Regions from separate parts of the Mus musculus genome. Here regions 1 and 2 are each linked to region 3. Evidence: chromatin contacts called from public Hi-C and HiChIP or PLAC-seq data. All regions are on one chromosome and are shown on one strand. The core of a region is the stretch at or near the end of the contact, and the rest is flanking DNA. Distances in the headings are between cores, read along the strand shown.

Region 1 (4,383 bases), core at 463-2,962, 940 kb after region 3:
CACTTAAATGTCACTCCTGACTGTGGATGCGCCCTTTTGCTCACACTGCTGTTTTTGAGTATCTATTGAGATAATCCAAGTGAAAGTAGACTAATCTATAAGTATTCAATGCAATACTTATAGAAATATTCAATGTCAATATAAAATATCAATATTCATTAATATTTTTGTACATGCAGACATTTTTAAAATTATATCCTCATTATGAGATCCAGTTCTTCTTTGATGAAATGAGTACTTTTAAGATCTTTAAAAAAGACTTTATTAACATGATTCCTGGATCTATACAACCTCTATTGTTGTCTTTTATATTTCTTATTTATCTTCACAGTACTTACTTGAAAACTCCTTTAAAAATATGGGTTTGTGGATTACTGGTTTGATTCTTCAAATCGTGACCTGTAACAATCTGAAACATTTCTTACCATTTCTGATCATCCCAGAGCATTTATTAAACTCTGGTCCTCTGTGCCATCTCAGTCTAACTCCCACCAGTCTGGGCATAATATGCAATTCTATTAAGTTTCCCTCCAAAATATCTCACCATAAAAGCTTCTCCCAAGTACAAGACATACAGGCACTACACAGCCTTCTTCATCTTTTGTGGTTTCATGTCCACGCAGTCTCATGTCCCCACTTCTATATAGAAAAAAAAAAAAAAATCTTTCCTTTGTTTGTAGACATGGCTGCCCCACTTCTCAGTTCCTTAAGGTCACTTTCACAGAACCTTTCAGTGTTTCTCCCAAATAATTTCAGTGTCACACAAAGTAACTTCTACACACAGCTATAATAAACACGCTTCTTTCCCACCACAGTTATTTGTAGTTGGTTGTCTGACTCTCCAAATAGCATCTCAGCTCCATATGGGACTGCCCCTGCTGTGTTTATCACTAGATTCTCACTCCACCTCTAAATGTTCATTAAACACTATTACTCAAGTTAATAAGTATGAGTGGACAGCATAAAGGGGGTGTCAGAAAACGCAATGTGTTACAGATATATGAAGATTAACAGGGATTTTCTATGAAATTCAATTTCCCTATTTATATTTGCAAATGTACTTTCTCGCAATCTTTCCAAGTTCCCGAAGAAGAAATAGGAAAGAAGAAAAAGCAGAAAGAAAAGAAATGAAAACAATACAGAACAAAACTTTATTTAATGGTCAACTTGTAGACTGTATTGTATTCACTGATGACATTTGCTGTTTTCTTCTAGGAATTAAATAGCATGCCAATTTACTGTATTTATGTAGAAAGTCAACTCTGGCTCCAGGGTTTCTATATATTAGTAAGAAAATACTGAAAAAAAAAACCCAAAGCAATAAAATAAAGTATGAATATCACAGAATTTCTGAACATATATGTAGTTTTATTATTTTGTGTTGCTTTAACAGATTGGACTGCTACTGATTGGCCCAGGTGTAAAAATCGATAAAATCCCCTTTGATCCCTATTAGATTTTAGAGTCCTTTCTAGTCTCTGATTGGAACTAAATGAAAATCCAGAGTGCATGGTATATGGCCTTTTCTATGTACAATAAAGAAACCCACCAAATGGCTCAATAGACTTTAATATTATGGGGAAACGCATCTGCCATTTGGTCCACTTTTATTCTGATGAGATGGTTTGGGGTCAGCGCACAGTTGCAGATCCTAAATGCAAATCATGGCATGATCCCAGCTCACGGAATTACATCAGCGCTTTTGATGAGAGAACAGAATCAATACAGAGGTCAAAAGTGCAGCACTGGGAGGAGAGCCATAATCAGGCACAGGGATTCCCCAAGACTGCAATTCCCCTGATGGAAAGGCACAGTTGCAAGAGCTTTCTGAATGTGGAGAGGCTACCTACACAAAGAACTGGCTCACAGAGGGTTTTTCTTTCCCCCTACTCCTCTCTGTACCAACATGATTGCATTGTGAAGTTTGCTAACAAAATGCTGATATATAAGACAAAACTTCTAGGAAATCAATATTAAGTAATTGCCTAGGCTACACTGGAAGACAAAAGAATCTTGCATATTACCCTTCTTCACTTCTAGAGGGAAGCAAACCATGGAGCTCACAGAACTGAGCTATTCTTATTGTGCATAATATACCTTTATATACCAGCAGGAGCACAAGTCATTTCCTTCCCCACTGCTCACTATACACTGATTTCACCTCTTCTATATGCATTTTTTTTTTTTTTGTCCAAGACTGATGCCCTTAAACACTATGCACCTGTCAGGTCCTGGATATCCCTTACCTGGCATCCAAAGGGAGTACTTACAAATGAATAGCTTGTTCCCACAGTAAATAGCTCCTTGTGGCTGTGTAGCTTGATAAGTTTAAGGAATAGAGCACAATATCAACCACACTGCATTTTCCATAAAATGATGTCTGACAGAATGCACTGCTCAATTTATTTTTATACTGAATGAATCAGCGATGAGGCGAAACAGATACCAGAGGCCCATTGTTATTACAATGCTTAGGAAAAATGATTTTTGTACCCAGCAATATTAAGAGCCAAACTATCAAACCAAATATCAATATAACACATATGTTTTCTTATACTTCAATGGCCAGAATTGTTCTTTTATATAACTTTACACAGTCACAACATAATTCTTTGCATTCAAAGCTTAATTTATCCCTCCTGAACTAAGGAAAATAAAACAATATTTATCTTTAGGGTCATAGCTCTGTGTCTACTATGATTTGGTCCCAAAAAGTTATTTCAAGCTTATACAGCAAAGCAATGACCTAGGAAAAAGGAGTTAAGTTGTCAAATGCATGACTATAATACATACTTTATATAGTATCTTTTTACTGCTGTTTTAATAAAAATAAATATTAGAAAATATTTTAACAGACATGATTTTTTTGAAACTATTTTAAGGCTAAATTCTTTCATCCTCATTCATTCCCAAGCTAGTAGATTTAAAGATTTAGTAGTAGAAAAGAAATAAGCATGAAAACCAAGCTACAACTACAAAGGAATTATGCCAAAGTGTTTTGGGTGAAATTGTCTTGGACAATAAAAAGGACGTGGGTTTACAATACTGATGCTGAAAGGCATACTCAAATTATTAGAAATATATTAATTTTACATAATTGTTCCTTTGCACTTCATGATAGAAACAGAAATCCTGTTAAGGATAGTTCAACTATGTCTTTAACCACATTAGTTCAGTAACATGTTGAAATTGGAAGATGAAAGGCTATTGCTTTATTTACATAAATATAAGCAATAAATGAGCAATTTCTGAGTTGAACCAAATCAATACACACTGCATTATCATGTTGACCCCCTTTTTGGGGGGGGGTCAATAAATGTGTGAATCCTCAGAATGATATACCATTCAAACCAGAGTCAAGACTCCATGTCCCCAGGGATGTTTCACTCTCCTTTATTTACTGTCTCAGGCTGGCTGATGAATCTGTGGTAATGTTACTTGAGGGACTGTAGCACTTGTAACAGAAAAAGATAGTCACTTTGGCGATCCATTCAGAGGATGCAGCTGGGAAGGGTTATTTTGTGTGGTCTTCTTCATCACAGAAATGAACCACAAAGCGGAACATTCTCACTTTTCAGCATAGCATCCTGATAGGAAAACCAAGCAGATAATTTAATAACAACCAGAAATTTGGCACAGATAAAGATATCACAGTCACAGAGACTTCGTAAAATTTTGCCATTTGCCAACAAATTGTGCCTTTCTGCCAGGATATTACAAACTTGTGGGAAGCCCATTTGTTTCTTTTCCTTATTAATAAGTCATGATGCAAGCAATTATGTGACATTGTCTCAAAGTACCTTAAGAAATTTTATCAGCAAAGGATATAGAAAGAACAGAAATTGCAGTTCTGGCAGCTTATAAGCAAAGAAAGCAATACCACTGTTTTGTGACTAAATCAAGATTGGGGTGTGTCTATGTGTAATCCTGAATTACTAGGAAATTGTTATCCACTATACAAATTAGGGTTAGATAAAATTAACTAACATTTATTGATTTCCTATAAATTAAGACTATTCATTACAACAAGAGTTTCAAGATCATTTACTCATTGAAGGAAATTCATCATCAAATGGCAAATTAACAAAATAAGATTTCAAGAAGTAAAATAAAAATGAAAGAAAATGCATCAGCGATGTTTCTCTCTTTTAGCCCCACAACAACTTGAGGAGTTCACCTTTGAAAACTTCATCATCTAAGTTAAAGAGAAAATGCTTTGAATTTATTTTAAGTGAAAAATAAAATGTAAATGTATATTTCAGACAAAAAGGCTGTGAAGGAATGTTCAAGAGCAAAAGTCTTACATAATGAAAAAAATAATGACACTCTTTTAAGTATTTGCTCTTTAAATTACAGATATTTCTGTTGATTTAAAGTGGAATA
Region 2 (4,577 bases), core at 1,362-3,861, 790 kb after region 3:
TTTATGGAATGCCATTCAAGGATTTTTGTTTACTCTATTAAAAAACAAACATATAGATCTTGAAGAAAATAAGTACTGTTGCTTTTCACATACTAAAAATCTGTAAGACACACAGATACTGAGAAATAAGAAATATTCATGGCTGGAAAAGCACCTAGCAACTTCCCAACATCTAAGAGGTTGGTTTGGTTTCTAAGATTTTTCAAAGATAGTAACTGTTCTGCCTTGGCCTTCTTCACACATCCCAGCCTGTCTCCTTGGCTTGCCACATTGTACTCAGAACTCTACTTTTGCCCCATGTAAGAGCCTTTGCATGCTTCTTTTCTCTGAAATCGTGTGCTTCTATATTTATGACTGGATTTCCCATGTTCTCTACTGCTAAATCACTAACACCTTAAGGATGATTTCCCCACTCTCCTGCTGGAAGGGAAGTGGAAAAGCCGGGCTGAGTCTCTAAATCTACTTAACTTTTTTTCATATAATTTTCAACTTTTTTATACAGTAAATGATTTTATGTTTTTATTTGTATATATCATTTGTTTTTTACTTTGGAATTTAGAGTCTAAGAGGGAATGAATTTTATTGGTCATAACCAATTTCAAAATATAGTCACTGTTTCTTTCCTTCCACGTTGCTGGAGCTGCTGTAGCCAACTATCACAGACTGGGTGATGTGAGCATAGAAAATATCTTCCACAGTTCTGGATGCTTGGATTCCAAGACGGAGTTGCTGACATGTCCGATATTTCCTGCACCCTCTTGCCTTACTTACACATGGATGCCTTTCCCCCATGTCCTCACACAACTTCTTGCTGAGTGAAGAGACCCTGGTACAATCACCTAGCAAAACTTACTGCAGCTTGAGAGACAAACTGCCTCAGTCAATTGATGATTACATTTTAATTATTCTTACTACTATGTTCAGAAACATGCAGAAGCTTATTTTATAAAGAAAAAGAAAAGATATTTGATACTTCTTATTGAGGCTCCAAATGTCTAGCAATGAGGTCTTATTGGTAAACCAACTATAGGCTCCACTAAACAATAATGGGAACACAAGCAAAACTCTACTGTTCATCTCTGCATTTGGTAGCAATGTTCTACTCATACATAACTTTGAAATGAATGAAGTCATATAAGGATTGATTTTCAACAATGACTCTCAGAAACATGACGTGATATGAGAGAAATCATTTTTCTTTCTGCATCATCAGTTAGAAAACTTCCATGCATCCGGTAAATCTTTTTACTTCTTAAACATACATTCAGATGCCCAATCTATATGCTGAACTATGAATTAAAATCAGCTATACAAAATGCTCACTCTGAAATGTGTGCCTGCCTGAGTCCCAATCTCCATTTCAGTGCTGGAATTGCTAAAATAATTAGTAAGACTGTTCAGTCCTAGGGTTAGCAACTTTTTCCTTCAGTGCTTTAATCCCAGGGCAAACATCTTTGAGATGCTAGATGCTAGAATTCAGTAAACAAAAAATAAATTTCTAGTTCCTTTGTTACTTTATTACAATTAACATATGCTACTTAATCATGTATTCCTCTAGGAGAAATCAGCTATTGGAAGAAAAATCTATTCCTAGGATCTGAATTCTGATTTTCACTATGGTACAAAGATCAAAGAGAATATGTTTTCTAATTTTTGAACATTACCAATGTTCATCATACTGCAAAATGGAATTACTTAGGGCTATTATGAAGTTTTGATCCTATAAACTGAAGGTCTTAATACAGGTACATAATTAATTGTAGACTATTTAATGTCTTTCAAATAAATTAAAAATAATAAGGCACCTGGTACTTGAGTTTTTATTTTAAATATTTCACCAAGTATAAGAAACTGTGTGATGTGTTTGAAATATCTAGTAGAGATACCTTACTTAAATTCAGCATTTTGTATTGTATTAAAACTGTATAGTTTATAATGTAAATAATATCTGTTGTGGTACATACAATTGGAGAGTTTATCATCAAGCAATATTTGTTAATTGCCAGGGAAACCAGAAACAATACACTGCTGCTAGGTCAGCATTTTGCCTGCCAAAATTTGAAAGAACAGTCATCATTAATGATTTTAATCTTTTGGTCAGTAATGTGTTCATAATGAAAAATTATTTCAATTAAAATGTAAAAAAAAATCATTCAAAGTGTGCAATGCTAAAGTATATAACTTGTGTTTTATTATTTTCCAAGAGTTGGGAGATTCTTGTGTAGTGGATTTATCCTGTATATTTATAATGTAGTACTGGGGTTTATTATTCAAGAATAACCTTCTCATTTTTGCAATTTCCTTATCATTCCGAAAGAAAACTCAATCCCTGATCATCTTTTCTCCTTTCCTAATGATCAATATATTTCATTCTTTCCATTACAGGACACTTTGATGAAGAGTCCATTTATAGAAAATTGAGACGCATATTCTCAGTGGATGAAGGCAACTGTATCATCTACATTTTCCATGACTCAGCCATGCCCTTTGTTCTTGGATGTGAAAATCTGTTTTCACACTCAGTTGGAAAGCCAGCATGGTTCGAACAGATGGCTGCTGACCTTCAGGCAATAGAGAGGGGAAGACATTCCCAACTGCTCTCTTTACTTTGGATAGTGATCTCATTTGGAGCAGCAGCCTGGAGAAGCAAACACCTGAAAAATAGACTCTCTCTTTGAACACTATGCTCTTCTGGATATCTGTTGTGAAACCCTAGGTTGCCATATTTTTATGATGTCGATGCCTTGTATCAGTTTCATGTCCATTATTCTTTATCTATTGAATACCAGTTCCTAACATTGTAATGCCTTCTAAGTTTAGAGGATATCTGAGTTCAGAAGCCATGGGGTATTGAGGTATTGAAATATCTTTTCTTATTTTTATAATCCTGCTCCTAGGATATGATAGACACAGAATGAATTTTTACAATGTAAATGATAGGAACTGTGTTGTGAATGATTATAAGATATTTGCATATTATGCACCACTCAGAAACGCAAAACATTGTTAGAATTATCTCATGCCATAATAAGAGCTTGATATAACTTAATAAATGGAAGAAATGGTGCATGAACTAGTGTGTCTGACCAACTCTAGTGTACAGTATTTAGTTAAAAATGTTTTAGACTTTTTCCTTTTCATTACTCTGAAAATATGGTTCAGCCAGGATTTAAACTATTCCTCAAAATAATAAAGTACTTTTTATTATAGGCTGTATTTGAGGCTCTAAGTCTACTCTTTTATTTACATGCTCAACATTCACAGCAACATGGAACACTTATCATTAAACATGCCTGAAAACTAAAAATGCTCATGAAGCTTGAAGGAGATCCCCATAATCTTTTTTCTCTGTCATTTCTGTCAGGTTATATTTTCAATCTGATTTGACCTGACATCTCTTACCAAGGACATCTGGGTGTGCTGCGTTATTGGTCCTCTGTTTATCTCTTGCCATCTAACTCAAGAAATAACTGACATTTTGCTGGACCTTGTCTTTAACTCTTGGGCCTGAAGGCATTAAATGAATAAAACAGGAATTAGGTCATCTGAGAATAAACATCCATTTATTGGGCCATAGATCAAGGGAAATCTCAAATGTGGCCTTTGTTATGGAGTATAGCTGACTCTAGTATTACATACATATTGATTCACAGATTAGCAGACTCTAGCATACTATGATGTAAACACAGTTCCTCTACAAACTATATTTACACTTTAGAATCAAAATGTTCTTTTCAAATTCTTTCACTTGACTTGTCATAAATCACCATCCGTCATGACACAGAGCACACTGGGATGATGGTTTTATGAGGACAGAGGGTGTGGGGTTGACTAAGTTGCTTTATGACAGGTCCGTGGCTGTTACCTGTTCATTGCCTTTACTCACTAGCACATACATGCTGGTCTTAATGGATAAAATTTTTAAACCAGAATGTGTCAAGATACATAATTTTCTTTCAATGCATTATATTTAAATCCTCCATAATAGAACCTTGGCATAAAGCTAAGAATTTTCTTTCTTGCCCTATGTCTTGTTTCTTCTGACTCATAGTTATCCATTCTACATATATTTACCATCAAGTACTTACTGATTTCCAAAAATGAAAAGGATTTTTATGTACTTGGTATTCACTCAGAAGAAAACCATTATAAATCATAAAGGCCTAACATTTTTATCTTGAGGAAAAACATAATTGGACTGAAGGTTATTTCCTGGGAACTTTTGAAAAAGCCAAATAACAGCTTTCCAACATATTTTGCATTAAGTATCTTCAAAGTGATGCATGAAAATAGCATCTGGCAATGGCTTGGTACAAGGGGTAACACGACCACAGTGCTTTAATGCATCTGTCTATACTTTAGACTCCATTCACAAATTTGTTTTGATGTACTTAGGGTATTTTTACTTGAATTTTTATTTATTATTTAACACAAACCTAGTCTTTTCATAGTCTTTGCTTTAAAACTAACACAATTGATATAAAACCTTTGTTGGGTTTTGAAGGAAATTAAGCCCTCAGTAATCTGAAATACCCAAAGCAACACAGTTTCTTTAAGTATATGTCTTGTTGTATTGT
Region 3 (4,466 bases), core at 1,812-4,311:
TATACGATCTTCCAGGCCTTTACAGGTCACAAAGAAGACTGGTTACAAAATAAGTCAGAAGTCACAGGGTTGAAAGTGAAAATTTAAGGGAGCAGTTATATAATCCACAAGAGAAATAATTGTGATGAATTTCACTTCTGAAAAGGTTAAGGTAATGAAACTCATGCAAAAAGCAATATAGTTATTTGACACAGAGCCACAGTGAACCAAACCTGTGCCCTAACCTGGATCAATATGTATGTGAAAGTCTGTTGTTTTCCTGGGGGTTAGGGTGAGTGTCCGTCTAACCAGTCACTGCACAGTTAGTTATGCACTATAGTGTCTGTCCAGAAATAAATGGGGGTATGGGAGTCATATCTCTATTCATATTATCCCTGTCTATCAAAGTGGCATTTAATTTTTCCAATTCTATGCATTTAGAAACCTAGTCACTGATAAAAATCTATTTAATTTGCTCTAGTGTCATTCAGCTAATCCCAGACAAAATATAAAATTTCTCTTTCTTTATTCAGCTGTATGTCCTATAACAAACATCCCATACCAAAATGAATGTATTTAAAACTGTAATTTACTAGTGACATAAGGTAGAAATGACCTTTAGTTTGATTTTTAAAAAGTCACATCCATGAGAAAGGACAGATGTTGAAGATATGAATTATCATTTCCTTAAAACGTGGTAGAATGCATACAGTATCCCTTAAATTCAAATTTTAGTTTTAAATTCAAGATTTATTCCAAATTGTTATAAAATAAAATTTTCGTTGCCTCCAACAGATGCTATGAAGGTAAAATTTCACACACAATTTTGCTGGAGTCGGTTTGCTTAATAACTAGTTCGCTGTCCATGGTTTTGATCCATATGAAGGAACAAGCTCCAGTGCTTTGGAAAATTTTAAGTCAATGTGTTTCTTCATTAATTTGACTTCTTAACTTTTTAAGATTATATAAAAGGAGGAGAATAGTATGTGAGCCCCATTTCTTCTTCATTCAGCTGTTTTCATTTTTTTTCTGTATTTCTCACCAAATGAAGTACCAGAATCAAATGGGGAGAGGGCTACATTTCATTATTTCTGAACTGACAAACGATCGCTCAATGCACCTATACAAAGATCTTTAATAAATAGGATATAAAATTTTCATCTGCCCACTTTGTCTCACCCTCTCCCCTCTGGCTAAGAAAAGTAACACAGAGCTCTTTAGTCTTGTAGAGTCATCTTTGTTTACTTTTGAATATGGCTTAGCTAGACCAAGAAAATTTATAAAATTGATACTCCAAGGAAAAAGAGAGAAAGAACGGAACAATACTCCTCTGGGAGATCGTCCTGTCTCTATTGTATCTTCATACAGCTGTGGGCAGTGTAGATAGCTATCTCACATCTACAATGAGCCAATTCTGAAGAATCCCCCTACTAACCCCAGCACTTTCTATGGCAGTGAGGACAGCATGATGATGAAGTGACTAAGGCTTCTTACTCAGTAGTTCTTTGCCCCAATACCAATAGCATTTCATCTTAGGTTTAAAAAAATCTAAAGACTGACACAGTAGAGTAAAAATAATCTTGTCCTGTGATTCTCCCAGGGATGACTGGAGAAAGGAAAAAACACAATACACTACCCCACCCCCAAATGATTGGTGGTTTTTTGTTTTGTTTTGTTTTGTTTTCATTTTCTGCAGGTTATCAGAGGAGAGGTATTATTTTCATGTATGTGTATAACCACACACTTATGATCTAATGCCCTCTAGAACTACAAATCTTTAAAGGGCACCGACCAGTACAAATTGTTTCTATTCAAATATCTGGACAGCAGGGAAACAGACCCTTGGTTTCAAAGCAAGGTCCATACCCACCGGGCCAAGGGGCCCAGCCATAGCCGCTTCCGCTTTTGCTTTTCTGGGTATAAGAGGGCTGATTCTTGCTCCTGCCCCTCAAAGTATTGAAAACTTGGGAAATCCTTGTACCGGAAGAAAATGGCCTAAACACAATAGGACTCGCCATTTTCTACTTGCGAAGCACAAAGCGCTTGGCGCTGCCTGCTACACAAAGGAAGCATGGGCCGCAGAATTCTTGCATATTTTCAAGAGGCTAGAAAATATCTTCCGCGAATGGCAATTTATATTGTTTGGTCACACACACACACACACACACACACACACACACACACACACACACACACACACACACACAGAGGCATCCTCACTTAGCCCTGATGTCTAGAAGATCCCAGCTTTAAGGTTTAAGTTAAAAACAAAACAAAACAAAACAAAAACGCAGGAAAGGCTCGGTTCCAGAAGCAGCGCTCAGGGCCGTGTTAATCCTCCCAAGACAACGGGTGTTAGCGGTGGGCAGCAGAGGGCTCTAAACTAGGTGTGTTGTTGTGGGGATGGAGGCCCATCATCTCCCAGTCTAAGATCTCTCCTTTTGACTCCATCCTGTCCCCAGAGCTCGTCCGGTAGCTCCGTAGTCCTACCCTTTGAGCGACAGGAACCAATCTTTCAGCGAGGATGTTAAGCTGGCAGCAACTCTTAAGGATGCTCAAAGCGCGGGAAACCCTGATCTGTGCGCCTCCCCTGCCCCCAGCCCACTGCTACAATCCACAGCATAATAACAGGACTCTATTACTAGCCTAGGTAAAATGCTGCAGCTTAGGTACAGAAAAACAAAACAAAACAAAAACAATGCAGGAAGCCCCTACAAATAAAAACATACAGACACAGGCAGCAACTCTGCTCACAATAGGAACACTCAGTTCACCGCGCGAAGCAGAGCTTAAAAACCCAGGAAAAGACAGACAGTACTTACAGCAGGTGAGTCCTTGAATAATCCATGGTCAGGTCCTTCGGTTTGTTAGTCTGTGCTTTAAAAAAAAAAAAGTATATACATCTCTGTGTATTTGATTTTTACATAGCTTCCATCGTTGTGAAGGAAAGAAAAAAATCTTGAAGACTTGAGAGCATGGGGGAGGGGGCGGAGATTTTCATTGTCTACGCTCTGCACACGCAGCCCAAGATATTGCTCTGTGGAGCTCCTTCCACTTTCTGCTTGAAATTCAGAAGCTTTCTACTCAGCAAAGAAGGAGTTTGGCACACACCCCCTGCCCCTGTATTTCTCCTCTCCTCTCCTCTCCTCTCCTCTCCTCTCCTCTCCTCTCCTCTCCTCTCCTCTCCTCTCCTCTCCTCTCCTCTCCTCTCCTCTCCTCTCCTCTCTCTGTCACTCACCCTCTTGCTCTTCTAAAGCTAGTGTTCTCTCTCTCTCTCTCTCTCTCTCTCTCTCTCTCTCTCTCTCACTTTTTTTTCAAAAGAGGGCAGGTCGCTTCCTGCATCCCAATGAGTTAAATCAGGCACTTCTTCTCATGCATCAGCAGCCTCTTTAACAATCCGAGAGCTGCAGGCACAAAAGAGCATTTAGCTGCCTCCAATTTGTGTAGAAGGCCTGCCCTTAATTTGTTTGAGGAGTATAATTAAATCATGAATTTCACGAAATATAAAAATACAAAATTCCTAACCTCAGCTAGTGAACCGCTAATGGTAACCTTTAAAAACAAATCTCTCCTCATGTCCCTGTTCTTAGCCAGACCGAGAACATCTCAGATACGCAAGAAGACAAGAGTTCGGACTCAAACCTAGCATGCCTTCTCCATTTACACGTCAAGGTCACACTGATAACATCCCTCAGTGCTCTAAATGAGAGCCTTTCTATTTCTTTCCTTTTAAAAAACAATAATATTCTGAATTTTTAAAATTGCCTCAGGAAGAAATTAAGTCATTTGGGAAAATCTGCTGGACTAAATAAAAACGTAAGTATGTTCTTAATATGAAATAGGATCAGAATTTGCTATACAGACACTAGGTTGAGGAGTTCTACAAATAGGCCTTGCTCGGGAGAATGTTTTCAACTTTTCCAGGCAGGACTCTGTGGTCAGTGAAGTCTGAGTTCCATGGGTTTTGATCATGTTTCTTCCAGCCACAGAGTGGGCCTTATGGGACATCAGAGCCAGAGCCTATCAAGCTTGCTGAGTCCCAGAGGGCTTCTGATAAGGAAAATGCTGCTTGTTGTTGGGAGCAGGGGTTTGGCTCCCACTCCTTTAAGTAGGTTGGGGCGCAAAAAGCAACTCTGCATTCCTGCAGTTTCTCTTTCAGAAAGAATCCAGACCAAGCCATTGCTCTACCTCAATGAAGGTGGTGGGGTGGCAAGGCCACCTTCCTCTCTCACTCACCTGCCACCCCCCCCTCCCCCAAGGCCACTGCTAGGAAGATACTTAGGAGTGTTTTTCTCCTTCCTAGTGCTCCCATCTTCTGGGAAATTGTAGAATCCCTTACCACAAAAAACTTTGAATTGTCAGTAATTTGCTGCTAAGTCTACTGTCAGCTCCTACCCCCATTTCTCATTCTAACTCTAGTCAAGAACCCCCCACACTGGAACACTGGAGAGGTGCAACTTCAGTACTACCCAATGGGAACAAAACAT

The links. Hi-C and Micro-C count contacts between places; a contact is called where the count stands out from the background. HiChIP or PLAC-seq counts read pairs in DNA pulled down with a chosen protein or histone mark.
Region 1: a contact with region 3 is called in an H3K4me3 HiChIP or PLAC-seq map of neural tube, with 10 times the contacts expected there. The contact joins the enhancer-like site here to the promoter of Mir124-2hg in region 3. A contact is called at or near these places in 10 of 39 promoter capture datasets (the 3T3-L1 cell line, the HPC-7 cell line, cranial neural crest and 5 more), 1 of 484 Hi-C or Micro-C datasets (stem cell-derived motor neurons), 12 of 115 datasets of contacts at active chromatin or transcription factors (SST interneurons, VIP interneurons, differentiating embryonic stem cells and 9 more) and 1 of 9 other capture datasets (embryonic stem cells).
Region 2: a Hi-C map of cerebellum shows a contact between it and region 3, with 2.1 times the contacts expected there. The contact joins the enhancer-like site here to the promoter of Mir124-2hg in region 3. A contact is called at or near these places in 7 of 39 promoter capture datasets (the 3T3-L1 cell line, the C10 cell line, cranial neural crest and 3 more), 5 of 484 Hi-C or Micro-C datasets (brain, cerebellar granule neurons and cerebellum) and 9 of 115 datasets of contacts at active chromatin or transcription factors (PVALB interneurons, astrocytes, embryonic forebrain and 6 more).

The regions. Positions count from the first base shown.
Region 1 is chr3:16,844,705-16,849,087 of GRCm38.p6, reverse strand. No RefSeq gene overlaps it. Among named protein-coding and RNA genes, the nearest start is that of Gm42184, 16 kb to the left of the region's middle. Within about 2 kb of position 1,712, at least 10 of the 459 cell types and tissues checked have an H3K27ac peak or open chromatin away from gene starts, as enhancers often do. A contact at or near this core is called in neural tube and stem cell-derived motor neurons, where this site is marked.
Region 2 is chr3:17,001,310-17,005,886 of GRCm38.p6, reverse strand. It overlaps Gm42185 (a long non-coding RNA gene), which reads left to right. Exons shown (of 2, transcript XR_880672.3): 2 at 2,386-3,216. Among named protein-coding and RNA genes, the nearest start is that of Gm42185, 66 kb to the left of the region's middle. Within about 2 kb of position 2,611, at least 4 of the 459 cell types and tissues checked have an H3K27ac peak or open chromatin away from gene starts, as enhancers often do. A contact at or near this core is called in cerebellar granule neurons and cerebellum, where this site is marked.
Region 3 is chr3:17,788,516-17,792,981 of GRCm38.p6, reverse strand. It overlaps Mir124-2hg (Mir124-2 host gene (non-protein coding)), which reads right to left and starts at 3,061. Exons shown (of 3, transcript NR_033490.1): 1 at 2,802-3,061.